Regions from separate parts of the Bos taurus genome. Here region 2 is linked to region 1. The links are chromatin contacts, called in public Hi-C maps. All regions are on one chromosome and are shown on one strand. Each heading gives the region's core, a stretch centred on a gene start, on an enhancer-like site or on the middle of the called end of the contact. The rest is flanking DNA. Distances are from core to core; before and after follow the strand shown. Region 1 has its middle 82 kb from the start of HTR4. Region 2 holds the start of ADRB2 (adrenoceptor beta 2).

Evidence for each region. Hi-C and Micro-C count contacts between places; a contact is called where the count stands out from the background.
Region 2: a contact with region 1 is called in a Hi-C map of liver, with 3 times the contacts expected there. The contact joins the promoter of ADRB2 here to the enhancer-like site in region 1. A contact is called at or near these places in 2 of 11 Hi-C or Micro-C datasets (liver and an unstated tissue).

What each region holds. Positions count from the first base shown.
Region 1 is chr7:60,148,122-60,152,461 of ARS-UCD2.0, forward strand. No RefSeq gene overlaps it. Among named protein-coding and RNA genes, the nearest start is that of HTR4, 82 kb to the left of the region's middle. Within about 2 kb of position 2,295, at least 11 of the 102 cell types and tissues checked have an H3K27ac peak or open chromatin away from gene starts, as enhancers often do.
Region 2 is chr7:60,230,748-60,235,087 of ARS-UCD2.0, forward strand. ADRB2 (adrenoceptor beta 2) reads left to right here and starts at 1,959. Exons shown (of 1, transcript NM_174231.1): 1 at 1,959-3,988. The coding sequence starts at 2,182. The coding sequence ends at 3,438. The region is part of intron 3 of LOC112447452 (a long non-coding RNA gene); the gene reads right to left.

The sequences.
Region 1 (4,340 bases), core at 1,045-3,544:
CAGCACTGTTTATAATAGCCAGGACATGGAAGCAACCTAGATGTCCATCAGCAGATGAATGGATAAGAAAGCTATGGTACATATACACAATGGAGTATTACTCAGCCATTAAAAAGAATACATTTGAATCAGTTCTAATGAGGTGGATGAAACTGGAGCCTATTATACAGAGTGAAGTAAGCCAGAAGGAAAAACATCAATACAGTATACCACTTTATTTTCTATCACTGAACTGTATGTGTGGTCTTACTTGTACTTATCACTATCTGCAACTGTGTTACTTACTTAATTGTTTTTGCCCATCTCCCACTGGAGCTTAATTTACATGACAGCAGGTATCTGCCTGTCTTCTCTGGTATCTTTAGCAGCTTACCAGAGCTTGGCAATTAGTAAGCTAATATGTGTACTGACTGCTCCCTCAAGGTTATTATAAGAAGAAATAGTGTAAAGGCCCTTGTAATGGGCTGAATTGTGTTCCCCCAAATCCACATGCTGAACATGTATCTTTGTGGTTCACACATTTCCTTCTTACCTGAACAATGGAAATGCTACAGAAATACTAACTCAACTTTTATTTCACTTCTTTTTACCTGTATATTCTATCAACACTGCCTATCTTCATCTTACCTATGAGTAAGGAAGGACTAAGAAGAAAGGAATTATAGGAAGGAAATGTCCTTTCTTCCTATGTCCTAATTTTCAGCCTAAGTGTTGTCTAATACAGAGAAGTAACATGAATAAGAAAGGATATGATGGGGACCCTTGGCCACTTGTGGTTCTTAGAATGCCACCGTCTTCCTTCTGTTTTCAAAGCAAGTTCTGATTTGAACAAAGACATGGCCTCTCAGTGGTACATATAGCACACTTGCCTGGTACTCACGTGAGTCTTGATGAACTTCCATGCATCATGGGTGCTGCTGAATTCTGTGTTCATGGGACATCATGAATGTCATATGCAAACTGGGCTTCAAGGATCATCAGTGGACATGTATATTACATGTGTATCTCCTCTGCTCACATGCATGATCACTCCATTGTCCCATTGGACTTTACCTACAAAACACAAGTTCAAAGATAAAATTATTAAGAATTTCAAGATAGCCACAACAGAGCATTAAACTAAACACAAGACCTGCTGAGTGTGGGCCCCTGTGCAACTAACTACACAGATTGCAAACCCTTGAAGCCAGCTCTGAGAAAGAAGGGAAGCCATCATTCAAGAGCGAAAAATTAAGTGGGTCCCAGACTAACTGGACTGGACTAACTGGAATTCCACCCAGGATTTTCCTGGTGGCTCAGACGGTAAAGCGTCTGCCTACAATGTGGGAGACCTGGGTTCGATCCCTGGTTCAAGAAGATCCCCTGGAGAAGGAAATGGCAACCCACTTCCAGTACTCTTGCCTGGAGAATTCTATGGATGGAGGAATCTGGTAGGCTACAGTTCATGGGGTTGCAAAGAGTTGGACACGACTGAGTGACTTCACTACTACAGACTAACTGAAAACAAACTGGCAAAGAATCAGCACCCTGTGGAGTCCCTAAAGCCTTCCTAAAAAGAAGTCCCAAAGTGAAGTTTAATATCCAGTTATTAAGAGTAGAAATAGGAATTAACTAATTTTCACTATTGGTCTATGGTATCTCAGGTCCAGTGGATTTTGTGAGACTGTGTTGGTGTGTGCTAAGTCGCTTCAGTTGTGTCCAACTCTTTGCGATCCCATGGGCTGTAGCCCACCAGGCTCCTCTGTCTGTGGATTCTCCAGGCAAGAATACTGGAGTGGGTTGCCATGCCCTCTTCCAGGGGATCTTCCCAACCCAGGGATCGAACCTGTATCTCTTATGTCTCCCTCATTGGCAGGTGGGTTCTTTACCACTAGTGACATCTGGGAAGCCCAATTTTGTGAGACTGAGAACCTATAAAACAAAATCCCTTTTTTAGGAGGACTGTGCCTGAGTTCTCAAAAATCAGTGTGCAAATCTTCAAGAACCCATTCTACTTCTAAGATAAAAGTGACCTGGATCTGTCAGTGCTGGGACAACATTCGGCCCTTTAATAAGGCAAAGCCCAGTTGGGGACCTTGCTGAGACCACAAAAAGGAAGCAACCAGGTCCATGGAACCCAGGGGCGGGAAGCCTGGAGACCCCGGTAGGGCGACCAACTCTGATAGGAAGTGCGTGACCTTAATAACTCAGAAACACTGAGTCTCATTTCTCTCTTTTACAAAACAAGAGAGTTGGATCTGGTGATCCCCAAGGGCCATACTGAGCTAAAAATAACCAGAACCAGCAAAACTTTGTGAGACTGGAGAAGGCAGAGAGAAAAGAGTGACAAAGTCACGTGGAGTAACTTGACAGTGAATAATGAACTGGAGACGGTTTTAGAAACTACTGTGACCTGGTCCTAAACAGCTCTTTGCAGGCCTTGAAAGTTTCCTGGCTGCTTGTGGTCTGACTTCTTCCAGGCCGAGGGACTGTGGGCGGGGGCAGTGGTTAGCAGTAGCTTTTCTCTCCAGCCTGCTTTCCTGCCTGCCATCTGGGGCGGTGTCTTCCTTCTTGTTACTCTCAAGACAACTTTGACCAATTTGTTACCCTGGGCCAGAGAAAGATCCTGAAGGACTTGTGATTTCCTCTAATGCTTTTCAGTACCACTGTTTTTCTTATTGAGGCTTCCCAGGGGCCTCAATGGTAAAGAATCCGCCTGCCAGTGTAGGAGGTGCAAGATACATGGGTTCAATCCCTGGATCAGAAAGATTTGCTGGAGAAGGAAATGGCAACCCACTCCAGTATTCTTGCTTGGAAAATGCCATGGACAGAGGAGCCTAGTGGGCTATAATCCATGGGGTTGCAAAAGCACTGGACACCACTGAGTGACTGAGCATACACACACACGTTTTTCTTATTAACCCATTCCTGACTTTTGATCACCATACGTCTCTAGGAACACTGGTGGAAACAAAGTTTTCAAGAGGCAGGAGAGTTTGAAGAAAGTAAGATAGGGTGAAAACCTGAGCCCCAGCTATGATGCTGACAAGGTGAGTGACCTCAAACAGGTCCTTCTTCCTGTGGTTATTTTTTTGTCCCCTCTCCAGCATCTCTTCGCAGGTGGAAGCACCCTGTTCACTTGTGGACACATTCCTATTATGAAATCCTAGTGTTTACGGGGGACTGACACTTCTCCCAGCTCTCAAGTAAGCTCATAAGGCCTCAATCCAGTTGGGATATCCTATCCCTCTGGCCACAGTGACGGAGCAGGGCTAAGAACAGGACCTGGTTAGAGCCAATGAGAAGATCTGAGACCTGTAAAAGGGCTTCTGGAAGAGATAGGTTTGGTATCTGTTCACTGGATTTAAAGGCATGAGCTTGTGAGGCTTGGAGCCGCAATTGCCATCTCGCTATTATGAATCTGAGCCAGTCTGAATGAAGCCAACAAATGCATGACGAAAAGCAGAACAAATAGAAAAGTACAGACACTGTGCCTCAGTGACATTTTCTGAGCCTCTAGATCAAACTGTGAAGTGAAAGTGAAGTTTGCTCAGTCATGTCCGACTCTTTGCAACCTCACGGACTATATACTCTATGGAATTCTCCAGGCCAGAATATTTGAGTGGGTAGCCTTTCTGTTCTCCAGAGGATCCTCCCAACCCAGGGATCGAACCCAGGTCTCCCACATTGCAGGCGAGTTCTTCACCAGCTGAGCCACAAGAATACTGGACAAGGTAACCTATCCCTTCTCCAGTGGATCTTCCCAACCCAGGAATCAAACCAGGATCTTCTACCTTGCAGGCAGATTCTTTACCAACTGAGATCAAACTGTGCTTGTAGTCAAAAAGCACCCCTGGATCTGGGCCAATAAATCTGCCTATTTAAGCTGCTTTAACCTGAGATTTTGCTAACTTGCAAGAATAGTAACTCTAACTACTATACTTCATTTCTCTGGGAATAATTCCTTCTACTGTAAAATAGCCATTTTATGGATAATAATTAGCATAGGCCAGCATAATGGTATTACCTTTCCAGGTGTGGCTGTAATTCCAGGGTGGTAGCAAAAACAACTTTTCAAAATGCCAAGAACTGATTTCTTCACCTAGTAAGCATCAAATTTCATGTTCTCATGAACATGTTGCACAGAAGCCTCTAATAGATGTAATTACAATTGTTCACACATAGTATAATTTTGTATTTCTAGCTGAGGTCTCTTCTGAAACTCAGATGCCATATCCAACTGAATACTGGATACCTCCATCTAGACGTTCTAGTCATCTCAACCTACAGGTCCCAAACAAAACATTGATCCTCCATGTTCCAATCCCCACCCTGTTCCCAGTCAGAATTAACAGCACCAT
Region 2 (4,340 bases), core at 709-3,208, 82 kb after region 1:
ATTTATGTATAACCTTTATTTGTGTGGCATTTATAAGTGCAAATCATAATTACATTTGTCATTATATCATCTGATTCTCATTCAGCACAATGGAAGTGACTTAATTCCTCATTTAGACATAGGGGAAATTAGGCTCCACATTTTTTATTTGCCTAAGGAATATGAGCTAGAAAGTTCTAAGATGAGAATTTGAAACCTGGTATTCCAATTCCAGTTGTGGTCCTTCTTCCCCATCCTCTATTCCTTTCTGCACTGTGGTGACACGGTACATTGAAAGGATTAAAAGATGGATTTTAGAGTCAAACAGAACTGAGTTCAGCTTCTGCTTCTGGCACTGCCTGGTCTTGTGCCCATGGGCAAGCTATTTTCTTCTTTGAGACCCATTTGTGAATTAAGCTAAAAATAGTTATACCCCACCCCACCCTAACAACACACACCATGGGACTGTGGGAAGGATTAAATGGAATAATGCATTAAAAGCACATCGCAGAACGTTCCATAAATGTTAGCCATTGTTATGTTATTATGTAATCTAGAAAATATGTTCAGTTACACTGCATGAAATACTTTCCATGTTTCAAAGACACAAATGATACATGGGAAATCAAACCCTGAAAATTAATTTTTTAACAGTAAATTCATATGCCACATGCAAAGGGTAGTATTTCATGGACAAAGACTCTAGTTTTTTAAGAGAAGTTATCTTTTGCTTTCTGTGGTTTCAAAACATTTCTTAATGTTAACACCTTCTTAATAATCTGAGCCATATGAAATTGTCATCTATTTAAAGTCAGATACCACAGAAAAGTGGCAATTTCATATGGCTCAGCCCAACAGATCAACAAACTACCGAACAGAAGATTTTTTCTAGTTGCAAAGGGATTATTGAAGAAGTTGAACTTGAAAATTATTTCATTTTCAACATATTCTCATTTTAACGGAGAAGGAAGGAACGATGCCACACTCCCTAGAATTAAGAATTAAAGCATACAACGTTCTCTTCCTATCCTCAAGCACATACATGTATACCCCAGCTCCAAATGAAATCCCAAGAGTAAAATTAGGTCTCAACCCCTGCAAATTCCCAAGGAGGGCACCAAAAGTACTGGACAGCAAGCATGCTGAGGAAATTGGCTGCTGCTAAAGTCACCACCTGTGGTCTTGCCAAATGTCTGAAAGGGAATATACCATGAGTCCTGTGTACTGGGGAAGATGGAGTGGATGTCCAGGGGGCAAGGGTAAAGAGTTTGGAATATCCAGATGGGGAAGTCCTTCTCTGTGGCACACTGCTTGCCTCCAAGTGGGCGTTTGTATGCTATTTGTTTACTTTTTTTGTCTGTATGTCCGTGTCTTTATGCTTCCGGGTGCTCCTGGTTTGCTCCTGGCCATGTCTCTTGTGTTGGACAGGGGTGACTTTGTGCCAGTCGGCTTCTGTGCCTGCGCGCTCGTTTGTGCGCTGGATGGGTGTGTCTGAGTGTCTGTGGCTGTGGTTCCGTATAAGTCTAAGCATGTATGTCGGGGTACAGTGCGCCTGCCTGTGCGTGTCTCGGTGGGCACGATCATCTATTTCCGAATGCGAGGGAGTGCCGGAGTATTGCCATCTACCCTGAGACCAAGCCGCACAGGCGCCCCAGGCAGACAGGTAGCAGTCACGAAAGAACTGGCACCTTCTAGTTGGCTGGTAAGCTCGCCAGAGCCGGCTTCAGCCTCCGGGGCCAGCCGAGAGAGCCCCGAGGGAATGGTGGCCGACCCGCCCTCCTAGAGCAGTTGGGTCCCGCCCGGGCCAGCCCCTGGAGCAGGCAGGAGAAGGGAGGGAAGGGGCGGGAGAGGGCGTGGGCCTCGCCCCTTTGGGGCTTCCCGCGTTCTATTGGTTGAAAGTTGTAGCACGTCACGGGGAGGGCAGTTCCCCTAAAGTCCTGGGCACATAACGGACAGCGCGCACTCAGAGACGGCTTCTCCAGAGCGCAAGCTGGAACTGGCTGAACTGACAGGCACTGCGAGCCCAGAGTAGCCCCGGAGCTGAGTGCACCACGCACCCCTACCACACCCACACCCACCCACGGCCGCTGAATGAGTCTTCCAGGTGCTCGCTTGCTGCCCGCAGCGCCCCGCCGGAGGTCCGCTCGCTGAGGGCGGCTGGTGCGCCGGCAGCCTGTGCGCTCACCTGCCAGCCTGCGCGCCATGGGGCAGCCCGGGAACCGCAGCGTCTTTTTGCTGGCGCCCAACGCAAGCCACGCGCCGGACCAAAACGTCACGCTGGAACGGGACGAGGCCTGGGTTGTGGGCATGGGCATCCTCATGTCGCTTATTGTCCTGGCCATCGTGTTTGGAAACGTGCTAGTCATCACAGCCATTGCCAAGTTTGAGCGTCTCCAGACGGTCACCAACTACTTCATCACCTCCCTGGCCTGTGCTGACCTGGTCATGGGCCTGGCAGTGGTGCCCTTTGGGGCCTGCCACATCCTCATGAAAATGTGGACTTTTGGCAACTTCTGGTGTGAGTTTTGGACTTCCATTGACGTGTTATGCGTCACGGCCAGCATTGAGACCTTGTGCGTGATCGCTGTGGATCGCTACTTAGCCATCACGTCACCCTTCAAGTATCAGTGCCTGCTGACCAAGAATAAGGCCCGGGTGGTCATTTTGATGGTGTGGATCGTGTCTGGCCTTACCTCCTTCTTACCCATTCAGATGCACTGGTACCGGGCCAGCCACAAGGAAGCCATCAACTGCTATGCTAAGGAAACCTGCTGTGACTTCTTCACGAACCAACCCTATGCCATTGCCTCCTCCATTGTGTCCTTCTACCTTCCCCTGGTGGTCATGGTCTTCGTCTACTCCAGGGTGTTCCAGGTGGCCAAAAGGCAGCTCCAGAAGATCGACAAATCTGAGGGCCGCTTCCATGCCCAAAACGTCAGTCAAGTGGAGCAGGATGGGCGGAGCGGTCTAGGACAACGCAGGACCTCCAAGTTCTACTTGAAGGAACACAAAGCCCTCAAGACTTTAGGCATTATCATGGGCACTTTCACCCTGTGCTGGCTGCCCTTCTTCATTGTCAACATTGTGCACGTGATCAAGGATAACCTCATCCGTAAGGAAATATACATCCTTCTAAACTGGTTGGGCTACATCAACTCCGCTTTCAATCCCCTTATCTACTGCCGGAGCCCAGATTTCAGGATTGCCTTCCAGGAGCTTCTCTGCCTGCGCAGGTCTTCATTGAAGGCCTATGGGAATGGCTGCTCCAGCAACAGCAATGACAGGACTGACTACACAGGGGAACAGAGTGGATATCACCTGGGGGAGGAGAAAGACAGTGAACTTCTGTGTGAAGACCCCCCAGGCACCGAAAACTTTGTGAACCAGCAAGGTACTGTGCCCAGTGATAGCATTGATTCACAAGGGAGGAATTGTAGTACAAATGACTCACTGCTGTAATGCCGGTTTTCTACTTTTTAAGACACCCCTTCTCCCCAGTACCCTGCAACAAAACACTAAACAGACTATTTAACTTGAGTCTAATAAATTTAGAATAAAGTTGTACAGAGATGTGCAGGAGGAAAGATATCCTTCTGCCTTTTTATTTTTTATTTTTTTAAGTTGTAACAAAATATATTTGAGTAACTGTTTCTTGTACAGTTCAGTTCCTCTTTGCCTGGAACTTGTTAAGTTTATGTCTGAAGGGCTTCAGTCTCAAAGGACCTGGGGCTGCTATGTTTTGATGACTTTTCCTGCATATCTACCTCATTGATCAAGTATTAGGGGTAATATATTGCTGCTGGTAATTTGTATCTGAAGGAGACCTTCCTTCCTGCACCCTTGGACTGGAAGATACTGAGTCTCTCGGACCTTTCGCTGTGAACATGGACTCTCCTCGCCCCTCTTATTTGCTCAAACGGGGTGTTGTAGGCAGGGACTTGAGGGGCAGCTTTGGTTGTTTTCCTGAGCAAAGTCTAAAGTTTACAGTAAATAAATTGTTTGACCATGACTTCATTGCACCTGTTTCTCCAAAACCCCTTGACTGGAGTGTGCTTGCCTCCCCCACTGGAAACTGCAGGTAACTATTTGTAATAACTGCCCGGTGACTTAATGTGGAATGACATGCACTGATTGCTTAACCCTTTCGTTTGCCTTTGAATCTGCCACTGCAAACCTGCGTCTCTTCTAACGCTGCTGCTCTCACATCAGTTCTTTCACTGTGTGCTCACCCAGCATAGCTCATCTTGCTCTTCTTACGAGTATTATTCCTATGTTGTAACATCAGAAACACTGACTCATAGAACTGGAGTTATGGGCATCTGTTGTGTGCTTCCATGTGCCTCTGCTGCCCACCTTCCAGT